Linked DNA regions of Mus musculus: all the other regions are linked to region 3. Evidence: chromatin contacts called from public HiChIP or PLAC-seq data. All regions are on one chromosome and are shown on one strand. Each heading gives the region's core, a stretch centred on a gene start, on an enhancer-like site or on the middle of the called end of the contact. The rest is flanking DNA. Distances are from core to core; before and after follow the strand shown. Region 1 has its middle 6.1 kb from the start of Gm35183. Region 2 has its middle 29 kb from the start of Scd1. Region 3 overlaps Dnmbp (dynamin binding protein). Region 4 overlaps Gm34922 (a long non-coding RNA gene).

Region 1 (4,650 bases), core at 54-2,553, 370 kb before region 3:
ATAATAAATAAATCTTTAAAAACACACACACAAGTAAATCAATATCACTCTTTCCCTCCTGTGTGTCACTAGTTTTATGTCACCTTGACACAAGCTAGAATCATCGGAGAGGAGGGAGCCTTGGCTGAGAAAAATCTCTCCATAAGAACAATCCAAATGAAACTGAGTAAGAAATAAGCAAGGTGTGTGTGTGTGTGTGTGTATGTATGTATGTATATATACACATATACACATATATACATACATATATATGTATACACACACACACACATATCTTTATGTTGGTGGACAGAGGTGCCTTAAATTGGGTCCCACAGTGTATGCTGGTGACAGGCCTCTTCAGGGGACTTCTTGGTGCCGGAGCTGGAGTGTGGTAAAGCGAGAACACCCACACGGAGAGAGAGAGACAGCCTGGTATGTGGTGTTCAACTCCACATTCAGTGAAGATGCACGTTTACTGAAAGGGGATTGCTAATGAGCTTCAGGGAAACTTCCTTCTGGAAAGGGCTAAAGTTTGGGGATGAGGATGGGGGTGGGGGTTGTGCCCACTACTTTTGGTCCTAGAAGTCTGACTGGTGTGAGGATTCTAAATTAAGAACTAATTTTCAAGGTTGTGGCGTATACCAAGGGTATGGCGTATATGTTAAGGCAAAGGGAAAGCCACACCGTCATCTTGTATTTGAGTGTTACTAGCTCGCTTTATAAACCCAGGTAAGTGGGCCTGGGGAGATGGCACCCACGTAACAGCATGACTTAAGTAGAAGCCCTTCTGCAGTCCCAGCGCTTGGAAGACTGAGTCTCTCTCTCTCTCTCTCTCTCTCTCTCTCTCTCTCTCTCTCTCTCTCTCTCTCTCTCTCACACACACACACACACACACACACACACGCGCGCGCGCGCGCGCGCGCCAGGGGCTAGCTGTAGCTAAGTTGAGCTGCAAGCATTCGAATCTTTCATCCCCGGTGACATCAGCCTGGAACGCTCTGGAACACTTGGCTGGCTTGCTTTCTCTCATGCTTTCACGACCCAGTCTTCCGTATGCTTTGCTGAGGTGGCACTCTGCCTCCTACGTGACCGCCTTGCCCTGCCCTGTTTAGTCTGCTCCCGCGACCTCCAACGCAGCGGAGGACCAGAGCCCACACCCAAGGTCTCTGCGTTCCTCCCTGGCGGAGAGGGAGGACTGGGGGGCGGGGGTGGAGGGTAGTTACAGCATCCCTTAGAAACTCCCTCAGCTCCAAACAGGAGGGCGACCGCAAGATGCAGGGGCACCTCCCGAACCAGAGGCGGCGCCTCCTGATGGGCGCGGACTCGGGCAGAGTCGCAGCGCGGCTGCTGATTGGCTGTGCGGAGTCAGGCGCTGTGGGCCGAGTGGACGGGTGTGACCCTGGGGGCTCTGAGTGATGGGCCGCGACTCGGGCGGCTCCCAGTGTTGACCTGGGTGTGGGCTGGCTGAGGGCCAGGGTAGGAGTGTGAGCACCGCCTGCGGTAGGGCAGCGATGCGGCCTATCGCGCAGTCGCTGCCCTCCTCCCCGGGATGCTCTGAGGGCTTTAATGGGGCATTCGCTCAGCACTAAGTGCTGAAGGACCGGAAGGACGGTAGTTTTGCTGGGGTTACAGGTATGCCTGAGGTGACCCCACAGAAAGTTAAATAGTTTATTACATACAAACAAATTAATCCTGGATATGTACACAAATCGAACCAAAGCAGATACCCAAATATTGGTGCGCAAATATTTGCAGCGCTTTTTACACTTGCCAAAAGGTGGAGCCAGCTCAGTTGTTGATCCGTCGATGAACTGGCTGAGGTAGACACTTTAAGTGCTTAGTAGGCAATACCAAGGAGTGGAGTATTACTTGAATGAAATGGGGACACCAAGGTATTGTTGAGGAGAAAGTCTTTACTCTAGAGGGAGAATACAGCCAGAGGCATCTGGAAGGGTCCAGAGCAGACTAAATATGGCCAGCAGAGAACCAGGCCATCGAGGAGGGAGAAAAGTGGAGAGCAAGAGAAAGAGGGACCCAAGGTGACCAAGACCCAAGAGGGCAACGAGGACAATGGCTAAAATAGCAGGGTTATATAGGAACGAGAAGCTTGGGGTCGGGGTCGGGGGAGCCCAAGAGTTGGGGAAGTTTAGGGTAGGGGCCAGGAGAGAGCGGAGAGGAATCTCAGGCACTGAGCCCCGAGATCAGCAGACGCTTTGATATGCTAATAGGCACCACAGGTGGCCAACTGTCTTGAGTTTTCTTTTGAACCTGACACCACTGATTTATGCTACACACTGGGTGATTGCCTGGCAAACCTTGCTGGGAGTGGGGGGTGGTAGCACATGTGGGTTATCAATTGTTTAACTCCCTATCCTTGAAGTACAAGGCAAGCGGGTACCTCCTAGGCCAGCACCGTTGGTTTTTTTTTGTTTTTTGTTTTTGCTAAGGGTGGGGAAAAGTTGGCTTGTGGCTGATAAGATTAGGTGTCACTGGCAAATGGTTTTAAGAGTTTTGGGTGATGAACTGTTGTAGAGGGCCTTGGTGGCCAGTCTGATTGACAGAGCTAGTTCTAAGACAGCCAAGGAAGGCTACAACAAAGAAACTCTGTCCTGAAAAACCAAAAACCAAAAAAACCAAAAACCAAAACCAAAAACCAAAAGAAGAAGAAGAAGAAGAAGAAGAAGAAGAAGAAGAGGAAGAGGAAGAGGAAGAGGAAGAGGAAGAAGAAGAAGAAGAAGAAAGAAGAAAATGTTTTATAATGTAACAGTGGTTACATTATGTCGTGAACGTAAGAAAGGCTTCTCATTGCTCACTTTGGGTTTTCTATTTTATATGGTGACTTTCCACTTTAGTGAAGCATGGAAACACGTGACCTTTTACAGCCGCCATCCTGTTCCCTCCTGTTCTCCAGGGGCTGGTGTTTGTTACAGCCTGGCCTGGGCTATTCATTGTTGTTTGAGAAATACAGGGGGAAAGGGCCTGTTGGTCCTTTCTGACAAGGCTTCTCCTCGGCCCACAGCCAGCGTGAGTCAGCACACCACACAATACTCTTTATGAGCTCCAGTAACGTGAAGAAGCCCTGAGAATCCCTGTGGAAAGGGTGGGGGCAACTGCCTGTAACAATCCCAGAACAGAGTCTCATTTCTGATCCTGGAGTCCATGGCATTTGCCCCAAGGTCAGTGTTGAAGATTCAGCACTTGGTTACTGCCACAGAAACTGTGGGTCACCTCTAGGTTGTAGAATTGGACCCCATGCCATTTCCCATAGTTTGTCACAGAGACGCGAAGTCCTGAGAGATCTATGCCTCGCTTCACTGACTACTGACCATAGGCACCAAGAGGCATCTCCGGCAGAGGAAGATGCATTTGAGGAGCTCAGAGCTGTACAGGAGGTTAAAGTATGGTAGGAAATTAGAACAATGGCTGGTTAGCTTCAATCTCCTGCTCCTGTTGACTGTTAAGATGACCTGTTCCGGAAACTGGAGAGATGGCTCGGTGGTTAAATGCACTGGATGCTCTTCTAGCAGACCCAGGTTCGATTCCCAGGATCCACACGGTGCCTCGTAAACCATCTATAACTCCAGTTCCAGGGGATCTGACTCTATATATGCAGGCAACACGCACACATAAAATACAAATAAAATAAATATTTAAAAAGATGGTCCTTGTGCTGGTGTCTTGGGCTTAGTTTGTGAGTGAAGTGCGGTGCTGGGGGGGGCGGGGGGGGGGGCTAAGGTCAGGGAGCCACAGCACTTGCTGCTGATAGAGTCAGATGGGACTCCCTCTAGCCTGCAGCATCTGGCCTGAGAAACGCTGTCATGGGTGTTATGATTGTGCCTTCCCTCTGGTGGACTCAGTATGTGAATCTCCTGCTCAGAAGAAACTCCGGTTTGTGCGTTTGTAGCGGCCTGAGCCTTTTACACCCATGTTGAAGGTGGACTCTGGATTTCTTTCCACTACTATAAATAGGGGTAGCCAAACTTGCTTCTCTCGTGAGTCACTGTAAAATCTGAGACTGAAGAGCTTCCTCTTTGGGGTGATGAGAATACTGCGTGCTTCTCTTAATGAAAAACTTGAACTTTGGGGGCGGTGTTGGCCTCATACGTTTAATCCTGGCACTTGGGAGGCAGAAGTGGGCGGATCTCTCAGTTTGAGGCCAGCCTGGTCTACAGAGTGAACTCTGGGACAGCCAGGGCAACACAGAGAAATCGTGTCTCTAAAAGCAAACAAAAGAACAAACAGAAAACTTGAACTTAACCAACACTTTATTTTATTTTTTTTAAACAATATCAGCCAAATATTGGTGGTGCACACACACTTTTATGTATGTATGTATGCATGTATGTATGTATGTATTTATTTATTACATGTAAGTACACTGTAGCTGTCTTTAGACAGCACCAAAAGAGGGCATCAGATCTCATTACGAGTGGTTGTCAGCCACCATGTGGTTGCTGAGATTTGAACTTCAGACCTTCGGAAGAGCAGTCAGGTGCTCTTACCCACTGAGCCATCTCACCAGCCCCCTAACCAACACTTTATTAATTTATTAAGGTTTGAGTTTCAACTATAAACTAGGGTACCAACAATAAAATCACAAGGGATTTTTCTTCATGCAGGCTCTGTGATTAAGCTTTTCAATCAACAGAGTGGTTTAACTTTTGAGTG
Region 2 (4,901 bases), core at 1,736-4,235, 480 kb before region 3:
AAGTATTCTAAAATCTCACAGGTAAAGGATAATATTCCGTATAAAAAGTGAGCAGTGCTTATATTCTCTGTGCCTCTTATCCCTGGTAAAGCTCCTCCTTCCACAGCTCACGATGTAGCCACACCTGGCTTTGACAAGGGTACTTGGGGTTTGAACTCAGGTTCTCCTGTTTGTAAATTAGTTGCAATTGCTGCCTGAGCTATCTCCCTGGCCTCCTCCCTGTGTTTGTGTGTTTGCTTTGATTTTCAGGCAGGGACTTATGCAGCTCAGGATACATGAGCTCTTGGTCCTTCTGCCTCTAGTTCCCAGGCACCAGGATTATAGCCATGGCCACCATGACCTGTTTTCTCTGTATTTCTAAGTGATGTGCCTATATGGCTAGTTAGTGATTTTAGGTGTTATATATATAATTTTATTCACATCTAACCATCAAAACTGAGGTTTTCTCTTTTCTTCCTTTCTTGCAGAACCCAGAGCTTTGTATGTGTTACACAAATACTCCACCACATTGACCATCTCTCCTCCTCCTCCTTCTTCTCCTCCCCCTCCTCCTCTCCCCCCTCCTCCTCTTCCTCCTTACTTTTTATGTGGGTGGGTATTTTGCCTACATGTATATGTGTCATGTACATGCAGTGCCTATAGAGGCCAGAAGAGCGTGTTAGTTCCCCTGGAACTGGAGTTAAAGGTGGTTGTGTAACATCAAAAGGCTGCTGGGAGCTTACCCTGAGTCCTCTGGAAGAGCAGCCAGTGAGCCTCTCTTCAGTCTGATTGATCATCTTTTCTTTGTTACGTTAGCATGATGATGGGCACCTGTAGACAATATTTTCTTCACCCTCTCCATGCAGATCTGTTGTAACTTTGGCTGTGTCCACAGTCAGAGTTTATACAAACCTATGTAAATATTGCTCACGCTGGAGTCATGCAATCGCTCCATGATTTCTTTCTTACGTAACTTTGTATTTCCTTTGGTTATAGTAACAGTGTGCTTTTGTTGTTCTTGTTGTGATATTGTTGTTTGTTTTCTTTCTTTTTTCTTTTTCTTTTGGGTCCTCTCTATATATTTAGCAATTCAACCTCTGCATCAGTTGTCAGCAGCTCTTCCTAGTACATCTGGTCACATCAGGAATTCTGTTAGTCCCGGTGACCTCAAGTGTTCTTTCCTGCAGCCTTCTCTTCTGCTCAGACTTAGCCAGGTACCCTCAGTTCATCCTCTCCTCTGTATGTTGGATTTCTTCCCTGGGTCACTGTGTTCCCTTCTTTTCTTGCATGCTCCTTTATTAAGAAGTGTGCATCCTCTTATTAGCCTCTTAGAAACAGAGTGTTTTAAAAAGACTTCCGTAGGATTCCAGTTCTCCCAAAGTGTGTGATGCTGTGCCTTGGTTTGGAACAAATTCCATTATCAAGAGTGTTTGCTACGTTTTATAATGTGGTGGGAGGGAGGACTTTAGCTGGCCTATGCCAAGGTGTCCCCTGAGGAATCAGGCCATGCGACAGGCCTAGTATAAGGGAAGGGAAGTGACCTGGAAAGGGATAGAGGCAGAGAATAGAGGGGAGAAGGACAGAAAGAAAGAGAGGAAGAAAGGAAGAGAGCATGAGAGGCCGGCCAGGGACACGTAGGGGCAGAGAGAGAGAGAGAGAGAGAGAGCAAGAGAGAGAGAGCAAGAAAACAAGTAAGCTGGGGTAGCCAAGCAGTCCCTCTTATACACTTGGCAGCTCTATAATTTTGGGTAGCTGTTACTAGGTTCCTTGGAGTAGCCTAATGAATTGTCTGTAAGCTAACAAGAACCAAGACCTGAAAATTACCCAGTTATTCTTTGACCTCTACCCATGCATTGTTCACATTTGCCTGCATGCACATGTGTATGCAAACACACACACACACATACCCCCCCACACACACCCATACACACATACACCATATATAAATTAATTAAAAAGTCATTGAGAAGGGGAAATGCTTGTTCTTCATAGCTAGGGAATTTTCTGTGATTCATCCAGTGATGATCTTTTATTCCCTTCTGCTTTTGCCTCTCTCTCTCTCTCTCTCTCTCTCTCTCTCCCTCCCGAGAGAGTGCTAGAGAGACAGTTCAGCAGTTAAGAGCATTATTTTTTCCAACCCATGTAAGGAGCAGAGCCGTGGGTTCTGCCCCAGGGTTTTGTGGGATACACTCTTAACTCCAGGTCTACACAGAGCAGGCTTGTGACACCACCTGATGTCGTCATCTGTAAGGACAAGATCCGCCATGGAAACCTCTCTGGATTGGCTTTTGCATGTCCCGTATAATGCCCCCTTACCTCCAATGTTCAAGGTTAGCATGGGACAGACAAAAAGGTGCACCAGAGTCTCTGTCATCCCCTGGACACAGGTGTGCAGGCTGAGCTTGGAATCCACACCTGCTGCCAGGTGGGCACACAGAGCCCCTCAGGGTGATGCTCCTTCCCTGAGGAGGAGCCAGGCCAGCATTTGCATCCCTGCAAGGATGCTCTGACCTCCTCCCTGGGGAAGTTTCACTTGCATCCAGCATAGGGCCATCCTGTGGAGCAGGAAGCAGAGATTCTCATGGATCCCTGTGCTTAGCTGCTATAGTGTTTCTCTCTCCAGAGTTCACAGGGCGGCTCCTTTACAACTGTGCACTTAGTTTCCAGGAGAGCCAGAGGGACCCTGCAGGAGCTGCCTTTTCTCTCTCAGGATGAGGAGCAGAGTTGAAGGTGAGGCAGACACTTCCCTCAGCCCCTGACTGAGAGGGAGAAAGTGAAGCTGCTCAGGACACTGTGGAATGCCAAGGGTGAGGGCCCCTGCAGCTGGTGCAGGCTCTGAGACTCCCTGGGGACAGGGTGGGGGTGGGGTGGGGGTGGGGCAGAACTGCAGCTGGAGCTGCTGAGGGAGCCTCGCCCCAGCCCTTGCTCAGTTCCTGTGAGACCTGGGCTTCTGTCAGAGCTCTTTGTTCTCACTCCACTCTGCTCTCCTGCTGGCCCTGTCACCCCTGGCCCTGTCACCTTCCCTTGCTCTGTGTAACCACTGAAGTGTCCCTTCAAGATCTTAGCCTCAGGTGTCTAGAGTGTCTCTTTCTCATCAGCCTGGTATCACATGAATCGCTTAGAGTGTTGGTCAATCCTCTCTCTGTCTGTGAAGCTCACTGACACATCTTATAGGCATTGTGACCACACCCAACATAAGCCCAGGTTAAGATAATGTTTCCACTGTGACCCCAGCCAATGCCAGCTGGGTCAAAGGTCTTTCTTTTTTCTTTTTTTAAAAGCATCTCCGAAGACAACTTCAGACATTCTTCTACCATGCGAGCATGGGGTAGGAGCAGTTGTCAGGCTTGGTGGCAGGTGCTTTTGAGTCACCTCCCTAGCCCTGTGTCAGAATTTAACGTGGATGGACAGTTGGTCATCTTGTGTTCTCTGAGCATTGCTATTTCCACAAGAAAGACTCTGATTGATTATCCAACACCAAATGGCCAGCCCTGAAAACATATATATGAGTAACATACAGACTGTGCAGGCTCAATTTAGGAATTTATGTGCAATTACACATACATATACATAGTAACAATTCTTGGGGAGGAAAGGCCATGGATTTGAGGGGAGCAATGAAAGCCGTAGGGGAGGGTTCGGAGAGAGGAAGCAGAAAGAGAAAATTATGTAAGAATTTTATAATTGCTTCTAAAATTAAATTTTTTTTTTTTTTTTTTGCTTTTTCCAGACAGGATTATTCTATGTAGCCCTGACTGTTCTGGAACTCACTCTGTAGACCAGGCTGGCCCCAAAGATCCACCTTCCTCTGCCTTCCAAGTGCTGGGATTAAAGGCAAGTGCCACCACTGCCCGGCTTGAAATACTATTTTTAAAGTGCTGAAATTCGGGCTGTAGAGATAGCTCAGTGGTTAAGAGCACCGACTGTTCTTCCAGAGATTCTGAGTTCAATTCCCAGCAACCACATGGTGGCTCATAACCATCTGTGATGGGATCTGATGCCCTCTTCTGATGTGGCTGAAGACAGCTACACTGTACACATATATAGAAAATAAACAAATAAATCTTTTTTTTTCTTAAAGTACTAGTATTTGGGCCCAAGAGAAGGTAAAAGGTTCCTGCCTCAAACCCTGATGCCCTGAGTTTCTTCTGCGATGTGCCTCCCTCCCTAAACACACCCAAAATAAGGAAATAAAAATGAAAAAGAGAGAAAGAGAGAGAGAGAAATTCTAGACTCTTAGCTGGAAGGAACCTTTGTCTTATGACTGCCTCTCAGTCTTGCTACCCATGAGATCTGGTCCCAAAATTTCCTTTGTGTCTGAAGTAGGTCTCTAGGGCAGCCCAAACTCCTGTGTTGCTTCTCTATGATCAAAGAGGTTACAAGAGTATGGTGAGGGCTTGGGTGTGGCGAGAAAAAAAAATGTCCCCTGGGATCTGCTGGGTTTTTTTTCTTCACAGATGACTGCTTTCACACAGCTGCCTGTGGATACAATGTATCTTTGTGACGTTTGTTCTTTCCCTTCTGCATTTAGCTTATTCAAATGGCCTCTTCCTTTGTGCCAGGAAGCAGCAGGCCCCTGGGGTTCTCCGTGTGAAATAGGTGTGAAGCATATCCTGGGCTTGCAGAAGGGCTGCAGGTTGGACCCTCTTAGCAAGAAGATGGACCTCTGACCGCCTAGGTTAGTCAGACTCTTTCCCTGAGAGTTCCTTACTTACCAAGACAAAGGAAGCCCCACCCTCATATCCACCCCTCCCCCCCTCACTCAATAAATGTCTATGAAATCCTGACAAAAGGAATCAAGAGTCCCAACACTGGGGAGATAAGAGCCAGAAGGATCTTTTTTGTACACCCTTTTTTGTACTACTTAGCCTGGGCTAAGTTGTAAGACATGGAAAGGGGGGACGGGGGAGAAGGAGGGAGGG
Region 3 (4,823 bases), core at 1,460-3,959:
TCAGAGCTGCTGTGTGCTAGAGCCCTGGGAGGGGACCGTTCTAGCTCCCCCTCCCCCGCCCCCCCGGCATAGTTCTTTCTGATCTCTAGGTGAGGCTCACATACCTGAATTTGACACATAGTCTCCAGGTGCACACATTCCTCAGCCGTCAAACGCTGGCATTCAGTGTGAGCCAAGCATGGGCTCACACCGGTTCGTCAGAAAGGCACATTCATGGGATTGCTCACACGTGCACGTCGGAAACTCTAGTGATCCTACTCACGTTGGCCTCTGGTTAATCACACTTTCTGTCCTGCAGTCTTTGAATCATGCCTACAGCCTACAGTGTTGCTCTCAGTACAGTAACTCCGCTGTTTGCCCTTGTGACAGAGTGAGTCAGCCTCCCACTCGGTACAAACCTTGCTTCCAGCTTCTGTCATTCTTGTCGCTAACGCAATGTCAGGAAGGAGGCCGGCAAGAGGCACGAGACTGTTTAATTGAGACAGGGTCTCACTGAATAATCCTGGTTGGCTTGGAACATGTGTGCATGTGTGGCATATGTATACTCATGTGTGCCCAGGCACATGTATGTCAAGATCGGAGGATGTTGGGTGGCTGTGTCACTTTCTGCTTTCTCTGTTTGAGTCGGTTTCTCACTGAGCCTAGAGCTCACTGTTGTTTGGCTAGGTCAGCTGACTAGCAAGTGCCAGCAAGCTTCCTGCTTCAGCCTACTGGCCCCCAACTCCCGATCACACATATTCACAACCCTGCAGTCCTGGGGTTCCAGGCCCACGTGACTATGCCAGGCTCATTTGTTTGTTTGATGTGGGTGTTGGGGACTCAACCCTAGGTTCTTCTGTTTGTACAGCAAGCCCTCTAACCCACTGAACTATCTCCCCAGCCCCTGGCCCTGAACTTTTGACTGTCCTGCTTTAGCCTCCCTGAGAGCTACCACAGCAGGCATGTGTGCTGCCGCACCCGGCCTCAGAGTGATTTTTAATGAAGACTTGTAAATGAGATCAGAGTATGTTTTTAAGGAAAGTCCTATTTTCAAAAAAAAACATTGGGTGGGACCTAAGACACACTGAAGAAAGCCAATAGATTAACAATCAGAAGATTGCTGATAAGAGACGGCAAAGCAATCTATACTATTCTAGAGATAGTCAAAATATATAAGGCAGGTTTTGTCTATATAAAAAAAATATCATTCTAAAAACTGCTTGAAATGTCTCTGGTATAATATTTCTTTCTCCAAGTAGTAGAATAGAATAAATATCCAAACCTGGGCCAGTTTTGCTGACACACACGGATAATCTCAATACTTGGGGGGCAGAACCAGTGAGATCTCTGAATTCCAGGCCAGCTAGGGCTACAGAGTGAGACTCTGTCTCAAAAATAAATAAATAAATAAATAAATAAATAAATAATGAATAAATAAATAAATAAGTCAAACTAATTTGTACTTTTTAAAAAATATTTTTGCTTTTAAAAAAAAAAGATTTATTTATTATTATATCTAAGTACACTGTAGCTGTCTTTTAGATACACCAGAAGAGGGCGTCAGATCTCATTACGGATGGTTGCGAGCCATCATGTGGTTGCTGGGATTTGAACTCAGGACCTTCGGAAGAGCAATCGGTGCTTTTAACCACTGAGCCATCTCTCCAGCCCCCCCCCCTTTTTTTTGGTTTAAGATGATGAACGTTTGTGTAGAGCCAGGGTGTCCCCCAGGGGAAGAATGTTTCCTTAGGTGCTTCAAGGCCCTTCATTCAATCCTGGTATCATCCCCACCAAGGAGTAAAAGAATTTAAGACAGTAATAATCTTTCCCTTTTTCTCGTCGGTGCACAGGAAGAGAGTAAGTACCCTTCACCCACGTGGCATCTGCCCCAGGGTGTTGGCTCAGAACAAATGACCTCGGCTAAGTCAACCGGGTTTTATCCTGGTACAAAGCAGCAAACATAGTCTGAGCCTATGAACAGTCTGTCCGTTCAGAAGAGTAGCGAGTTCTTCCTTCCAGGGCTGATGGGTTCATGGAACTTAGGATTGTTTATTTGATTATGATTGATCGGTGAGTCACAGTTCTTCGCAGTTTGTAGGGTGACTTTGCACACACTTTATTTCCTCATGTTCAGGGTCAGGCAAAGGGTGGGAAATTTCAGTAAGACCCAGGTACTTCAGAGATTATGGACTCCCTGAGGGTGCCCTGTCCAGCCCAACCTACTACAGGCAGCTGTGTTGAATAAGTCGGAACCACACTGCTGGTGCTGTCTCTCTCTCTCTCTCTCTCTCTCTCTCTCTCTCTCTCTCTCTCTCTCTCTCTCTCTCTCCTCTCTCTCTCTCTCTCTCTCTCTCTGTGTGTGTGTGTGTGTGTGTGTGTGTGTGTGTGTAGAGGCCAGAGGTCAAGGACAAATTGCCGACGTTGTTTTCTCTTTCTACCTTTGTGGGTTTGGGAGACTGAGCCCAGGTTATCGGGCTTGGCAGCAAGCACCTAAGCTAGCTTACCAGCCTCCCACCCCCTCTTCTGAAATTTAAAAATTATGTTCATGTATGTGTGCCCTGGCATGTGGGTGGAGGTCAGGGGACAACTTTCCCGAGTCAGTTCTCGACTTCAGCCTTGCCGGGTTGAATTCAGTTAACAGATTGGTTGGCAGCCGCCTTTCCCTGCTGAGCTAGCCCCCGCCTCTCCCCATTTTTAAATAGTATCTCACACGTAGCTCTAGCAGGTCTCAAGTTTCAGGATCCACCCTCCTCCCAGCATCACCTGCTGCAGTTAGTACAGCGGGATAGCACAGTGCCCAACTAGAGTGATTAATCTTTTTATTGTTTTGCTTTGTTCTTAACTCTGAGTCTCCCTATGTATCCCTGGCTGGCCTAAAACTTGCTGTGTAGACCAGGCTGCCACAAACTCCCCAGTGCTGGGATAAAAGGTGTGTGTCTTTCTGAAAAGGAAATTAACCTTTGTTTTTAGTTGGATTAGAAATAAGCAAGATCATTGGATTTTAGACTTAGAAGCAGAGAGACCATCAATGTCCTCATTTCACACATAAGAAAGTAACCGCTGGGGCCGTGGAGATGTCTTAGCAGTTAACACGGGTTGCTCTGGAAGGGGATCCAAGGTCTGTTTTTAGCAGCTACATGATGGCTGGAGAGCATGGGTGTCTACACTCAAGGACACATGCTCAACAGAGACACACGGGTATACAGGATCTTAAAAATAAAGTAAATCAGAGAGAGAGAGAGAGAGAGAGAGAGAGAGAGAGAGAGAGAAAAGAGAAGAGAAGAGAAGAGAAGAGAAGAGAAGAGAGGAGAGGAGAGGAGAGGAGAGGAGAGGAGAGGAGAGGAGAGGAGAGGAGAGGAGAGGAGAGGAGAGGAGAGGCAGGCTGGCAGGCAGGCAAATAGCCAGATGTAGTGGCAAATTCCTTTAATCCCAGGACTCAAGAGACAGAGGCGGAAAGATTTCAGACTAGCCTGGTCTACATAGCGAGACCCTGCCTCAAAAATAAAAATAAAAACAGCTTCGTTGTCTGGTGAGTTCTCTATAGATGTTGCCGTTGTTTTGCATAAAGTTGTCCTGGTAAATAGTGTTACCGGTTTGGTGAGCAAATCGCTGTCTCAACTTTAGAGATTGCTGACTCGGTTAGCACAGCAGTCCTGTGTGCTCCTGTGGGGATCTGGATGGCGGTGTACTGGGGGGTCAGGGGGAGCAGCTGCCTTGTGTGGGGAGGTCATGTAAGTCAAGACTGGAGATGAGGGTGTGGCAGTGTAGGCAGGAGAGCATTCGTTGCTGAACTGCACCATGGGAGAATGGTAATGTGGTAAAATGTCCATGTTAGGTGTGACTGGTTTTATCCGGTGCATGATGTCAAGCAGACCTGGCTTCATGTAGCAGTGTATGCGATCATAGCCAAGTTATTCCAGCACCCAGAGTCTCATGGAGCTCACACTGGCTTTGAACTTGCTGTTTAGCCAGGATGACTTTGAACTCCAATCTGCCTGCCAAGTGCTGGAATTAGAGCCATTCCTCACCATATCCAACTGGATTATTGCTTTATGTGTGGTAAAAATAATAATAACTGCTTGCTTACATTGAAGGATAGTGAAAGTCAAACTCGACTTCTTTTTTGACTTCTAGCACCATAGCTTGTACATGCATGTTCATGTTCACTCAATTGCACACATACACACATGTACCCAGGCACACACATATATACACATGCACACAGGCATACACACATATGCACATGCACACAGGCATACAACATATACATGTGCACACAGGCACACAACATATACACATGCACACAGGTATACAACTTATACATGTACATACACACATGCACCCAGGCACACACATATATGCACATGTACACAGGCACACAACATATACATGTGCATACACACATATACCGAGGCACACACACATATGCACATGCACATAGGCACACACACACACTGAAGTCAGAATGGCTGGGACTGTCACTGCTGCTGATGGAAAGATTCATGAGAAGGAAACGTATGGGCTGAATCTCAGGGGGAGACCAGAAGTTTTGATGAACTAAAGAGAATCCCATAATGGGCAAAACCCAAGCATGGTGTCACAGGCCTGAAAACTGAACTTACTCAATAGGGTGAGGAAGGAGGCTTATAAATTCAAAGACTGTATGGGCCACAGAGTGAGTTCAACACCAGCCTATGCACCTTAGTGAGCCCCTTTCTCAAAACGAGAGGAGGCAGCGTGATGCTGCACACCTTTAACCTCAGGAGGTAGAGAGAGGACTCCGGGAGTTTGAGGCCAGCCTGGTCTACTCATCGAGTTCCAAGACTGTCAGAGCTATACAGATG
Region 4 (5,019 bases), core at 757-3,256, 260 kb after region 3:
CAGTGTTGTAGGACCCAGGAGTACTCTGTTTCTCATTTTTGCAAAACATACGTAATATAAAGTGTTACCACGTAAATTATTTCCGAGTGCACAATTCAGTGGTTTTAGGCACATTGATGTTGTGTCACCAGCCATCACTGTCACGTTACTGAGACTGTGGCTTTGCAACAGTGCTTTCCCAGGGTCCTCTGTCTGCAGCCGTTGGCAATGACGATGTCCATTCCAGGTATCTCAGGAAAGTGGAACTGATTTGCCACTCCCAGCCTGCTTTATATCACTTAGCAAAGTGTTCTCGGTGCTCCTGTACATTGTAGTATGTGTTTTGGGTTTCTACTCCTTAGGGCTGGGTAATTTGCCACCGTGGGCACATAACTGCCCTTTGCTTGGCTTGTTAATGCTTTGATGGGCATCGGCCTGCTCCTGCTTGTTTTGAATGATGTTGTAATGACGTTATATGTGTACACATTTGCTTGAGTCTCCGCTTTCGACTCTTTTGGCAATATGGCACACCTACATTTTCAGGGCCACGTGGTATTTCTAAGTTCAGCTTTTTAAGGATCCGTCATACTGGTTAACTTAGTAGCTGTATCTTTTTACAGTCCCACCAACAATGTATTAAGCGTGAGCACCCCAGTCTCTGCATACCTTCCTTTTGAGACAGGACCTCATTATTTGTTTGTTTAACTTACTAAAGAGGTACGTTTGTTTTTAACCAATTAATTAATTAGTATGTGTGTGTGTGTGTGTGTGTATGTGGTGTCTGTAATGTGTATGTATGTGTGTATATGTATGTGGCGTGTGTATATGTGGTATGTATGTATATGTATGTCTGTGTATGTGTTTGTGGTGTGTATGTGTATGAATGTGTATGTATTCATGTGTATCAGTGTATGTATATGTGTATATCTATGTGTATATGTGTATGTATGTGTATATATATATATATGTGTGTATGTGTGTAGGTGTGTATAGTGTATATGTGCATGTCTGTGTGTAAGTGAATATGTGTGTATATGTATATATGTGTGTATATGTGTATGTGTGTATATGTGAATGTATGTATATATATGTGTGTGTGTATATGTGTGTATAGTGTATGTGTGTATGTATATGTGCATGTCTGTGTATAAGAAATATGTGTATATATGCGTGTATATGTGTGTATATGTATATATGTGTGTATATGTGTATATATATATGTATGTATGTTGTATGTGATCAGACTCTACTCATTTGTGGTCCTGGGGATTAGAACTCAGATGCTCCTGCTTGGTTAGCAGTGCTCTTAACTGCTATGTGATCTCTCCAGCCCCTGGTCTCACTTATTTAGACAAAACTGGCCTTGAACTTGCAGCAATCACTCTGCCTCAGCTTTCACCCTCCCTAATCTGCCACACACACCCCTTGACTGGTGTGAGATAGCCCCATCTTCAGCTTTAACAGGATCCTCACCATGATTGCTGCCCACACCAGGACTGTAGCCATGTCAGCAGCCGGAAGTGAAGAGCAGGGAGCCCTGGAAATCTGAAACGCCAGCCAGGGATTTGGCCAACATCATCAGTCAGTCAGAGGTTGAGAAGGTAAAACATGCATTAGTTCCTCACAGAAAGCAGCTTTAGTCTGTCTGTCTGTCTTTTTTTCTCTCGTTCTTTCTTCCTCTACATTTTAGGAGTATAGTCTGAAACCGTTGACTTAAATGGCCTTAGGCTTACCAAGTGAGAATCTGGGACACTGAGACAGGCAATCAGAGAATACAGCTTGGGATATGGGCAGCCACTCTGGGTTAGATCAAAGAAATGGGCAAATCCTGCTTCCCCACAGCAGCCTTCGTCAATATTTGAAACAACAATAACTTTTAGATGTAAAGCATACAAAGGAGAACCTTGTGTTTCTTTCTGAAGAGCCTGTGTTCCTCCCCAGCCAGCAGGAGGCTTCCATCTTGGCTTGTTTTCTGGACGGGAAACAGTGCCCAAGGCTTTCTAGTGGTGAATGTGTGCCCCCTGGTGGTCACTTTCTGTAACACTGACGCCACCCAAGGGCAGTGACTCAGCTTTAACTCATCTTGAGTGGGAATGGAGAGGACTTCGAAGTGCTCTCTCTCTCTCTCTCTCTCTCTCTCTCTCTCTCTCTCTCTCTCTCTCTCTCTCTCTCGATTTTCTGTGGAAATTTGCATGCTGGTGGTACTTCCTGGAACACAGGGGGAACATCAACTTTTTTTAGTGCTTCCATACCTCAGCATGTTCTGCCCAACACTGTCAGGTGGGGCAGGTATGGAACACTAAGCCACATGTAGTTAGTATTTGGCGTCTGCTGGAGCCTACATTAACCCCTCTCTTGATTGGTGTCTGGAGGCCGCACTGGAGATGCTCGGGTGTAGGCAGTGTCTGTCCTTTCTGTGTCTACACTGTTTCTCTCTGGGAGCCTTTGATCCTGCAGGGTGGTGAGGGTCTGTCTATCCACGCAGCCCTTCCTCCTTTGCCTTGTTAGAAAACGCTGCCTGCGCCTCAGAGAGTGCTGCTTAACTCAAGGTTGCCTCTTTCTCTGATCCCTGACTGCTCTGAAGGGAGAAGCGTTCCTTTGCCATAATATTGCCCTTGCTATAGGCTAAAGAGCAAGGGAAACAGCTAGTTACGGAGGGAGCGTTTGAGACTATGAATCAAAATACGTTTCTCCTTTCAAAATAAACAAATTAACAAACCTAAGATTATATATATTCCTCCAAGCCTAAAATGCAACATTTCCCACAATATATAAGCAATTTAATGTTACCTATAACAATTAAATATAAATAATTATATATAATTAAATATATTTAACCAGTTAAACGTTAAAATTAGAAACTACTTTGCCATCAATGTTAAAGAAACCTTGCTCCCTCCATTTCCTCAGCACGGTGGAACCTCTGAGTGGTGATCACCCTCTGAAAAGGTAAAAAGGGTAGGACCCAGGGGAGCCTTCTTTCCGACACACAAGACAGGGGCCTAAATGCAAACCACCATGGTCGGTGAACACACCACGGATTTTCATGAGAGGACCTGTTTCTCACTGACTTATAAGTGAGTCACATTTCCCCCCCAATGAAAAACAACCTAATACCTTACCATGCTTATTTCAATGCTAACGGAAGACATCATGGCCTGAAGCCTCCCAGTAGCAATGGCTATGTCACTGGATGTTAGCTGGTGGCCTCTGAGTTACCAACAGCCCTGCATTAAGGTTCTGACCTCGCCTGTGCACATACTCACTAGTCACAGTGTAAAAACCACAAACATCCGGTAGCTGACCGAATTTCTCCAGCACCTTGGACTTCTGAGGTAGGAATGTGCTTTTGGTAGGTGTGGAGCCCGTAGAGTCCACGGACATTACAGAAAGCCTCCTGGGAGCCAGTCATCCCGTCACCCCTTGGCTCACTGAAGGTCCTGCGAGGTAGGTACTAAGATCTCACTGTATTCACAAGGAGCGTGAGGTTCAGGTGGGTCCAATTTACTCACCCACAGCCAAGCTGGGGAACTTCTGCCCAAGACAATTTGCTATCTTGCTTCAGGTGAGGAACAGCAGGGAGACCACAGGGCCGCAAGGCCTGCCTCCCCTCCCCTGTGGAGAACCTTCCCTTAGTATCCAGACCCACTTATCCTCATGGCAGCTGTCCCAGCACATCTAATTTACCTCCACTTAGCCTTAATTTGATGCTTCCAACTGCCTGGGAGGAGATGATGGTCCTCCCACGTGGGCTGAGCACCTCCCTCCTCAGGCTGGCTGTTCACACTGCCCATCTATGCCCAGCCCCGGCTACCACCATCTAGAATTACTACTGGGTGAGGGCTAGGGTTACTGCACTTAGCACAGAAAGGCCCTCACCCCAGCCTTTTCCAGACAGGGGGCTAATCACTCATCGTATGCCAGTTGGTCATGTATTTGGGGCTTTGTTTCTGCCAGATCTGAAAGCAAGCAAAGGGTGAGGGGCCACGGGGACTGGGACAGATTGAGTGCGGCTGTAGGGTGTGAATGACGGGGGTTATTCAGAGAACCAACATTCCAAAGGTGTCCCAGGGTGTGGACACACGTGAGAGCCTCTGTAACTGACATGGTGGGCATCTGACGGCCCACATGCATGGTCCCCAGCTGGGATTCCTGAGAGCCTACTGGGCACAAAGCATCTCAGATGGGAACTTCAGTGTAGTTCCTGTCTTCCAAAGGAGTCTAATAGCAGAACAATAAGAAGGTGTCCCCTTAGCTTGCCCTCAATACAATCAATCCTGTCTTCCTCCCTCCTCCTCCACCTGTCTCCAATCTCCATGAAACACACACTCATTTGTTTTGTCTAAGAGCCTAGAGGTTGTCTCAGGGTTGGGTGGGTAAAAAGGTGAGCACACATCTGTAGTCTCAGCACTGGGGAGGCAGAGATAGATAGCAGATCTTTGGGGCTCCCTGGCCAGGATTGGCAAGCTCCAAGTTCAGGCCCTGTGGATAGAGATTGAAGGAGACATTTGATGCCAACCTCTGTCCACCACAAGTGTGTGCCCATGTGTTCACCAGGTACACACTACAAACAAGTTCACATATATACACTACAATACACACACACACACACACACACACACAAAGATAATCATTTTAAAGTGGCCACCGAGAAGTGGGTTTGGGAGGAGAGAGTACGTTGATGGATCCCAGAGTGCATACAAAGTGCAAGCCACAGAACTGAATGATAGCTCATAGAATTGAACTAGACACAGGGTAAGGGCGACCACAGGTGATTTCCAGACTTCTGATCCAGCCCCTAGGCCAGGCAGTGCCTCTACGACCTGGAGGAGGCTGAGGGGGACAGATGCGAGGAGAGGGTGGCCTTCCTGTCAGGCCTCCATTGATTTTTTCTGATTTTAGTGTTCACAGGATAACTTTGCTGCTCCTCCAATGAAAATTAATTAAAGGAAACAACCCAAATTAAGATTTACTTAAAAATCAAGAGATCTGCCTGTCCCTGCCTCCCATGTGCTAGGGTTAAAGGCGTGCACTGCCGCG

Evidence for each region. HiChIP or PLAC-seq counts read pairs in DNA pulled down with a chosen protein or histone mark.
Region 1: a contact with region 3 is called in a FOXA1 HiChIP or PLAC-seq map of pancreatic cancer cells. The contact joins two enhancer-like sites. A contact is called at or near these places in 3 of 115 datasets of contacts at active chromatin or transcription factors (bone marrow-derived macrophages, embryonic stem cells and pancreatic cancer cells).
Region 2: a FOXA1 HiChIP or PLAC-seq map of pancreatic cancer cells shows a contact between it and region 3. The contact joins two enhancer-like sites. A contact is called at or near these places in 1 of 15 datasets of contacts at CTCF or cohesin (embryonic stem cells) and 3 of 115 datasets of contacts at active chromatin or transcription factors (bone marrow-derived macrophages, embryonic stem cells and pancreatic cancer cells).
Region 4: a contact with region 3 is called in an H3K27ac HiChIP or PLAC-seq map of embryonic stem cells, with 3 times the contacts expected there. The contact joins two enhancer-like sites. A contact is called at or near these places in 1 of 484 Hi-C or Micro-C datasets (the Ba/F3 cell line), 5 of 115 datasets of contacts at active chromatin or transcription factors (bone marrow-derived macrophages, embryonic stem cells and pancreatic cancer cells) and 2 of 9 other capture datasets (adipose tissue and liver).

The regions. Positions count from the first base shown.
Region 1 is chr19:44,263,799-44,268,448 of GRCm38.p6, reverse strand. No RefSeq gene overlaps it. Among named protein-coding and RNA genes, the nearest start is that of Gm35183, 6.1 kb to the left of the region's middle. Within about 2 kb of position 1,303, at least 306 of the 459 cell types and tissues checked have an H3K27ac peak or open chromatin away from gene starts, as enhancers often do. A contact at or near this core is called in embryonic stem cells and pancreatic cancer cells, where this site is marked.
Region 2 is chr19:44,376,250-44,381,150 of GRCm38.p6, reverse strand. No RefSeq gene overlaps it. Among named protein-coding and RNA genes, the nearest start is that of Scd1, 29 kb to the left of the region's middle. Within about 2 kb of position 2,985, at least 65 of the 459 cell types and tissues checked have an H3K27ac peak or open chromatin away from gene starts, as enhancers often do. A contact at or near this core is called in pancreatic cancer cells, where this site is marked.
Region 3 is chr19:43,892,152-43,896,974 of GRCm38.p6, reverse strand. All of the region lies in intron 4 of Dnmbp (dynamin binding protein), which reads left to right. Among named protein-coding and RNA genes, the nearest start is that of Gm50217, 26 kb to the left of the region's middle. Within about 2 kb of position 2,709, at least 63 of the 459 cell types and tissues checked have an H3K27ac peak or open chromatin away from gene starts, as enhancers often do. A contact at or near this core is called in embryonic stem cells and pancreatic cancer cells, where this site is marked.
Region 4 is chr19:43,628,043-43,633,061 of GRCm38.p6, reverse strand. The region is part of intron 1 of Gm34922 (a long non-coding RNA gene); the gene reads right to left. Among named protein-coding and RNA genes, the nearest start is that of Gm4311, 11 kb to the left of the region's middle. Within about 2 kb of position 2,006, at least 50 of the 459 cell types and tissues checked have an H3K27ac peak or open chromatin away from gene starts, as enhancers often do. A contact at or near this core is called in embryonic stem cells and pancreatic cancer cells, where this site is marked.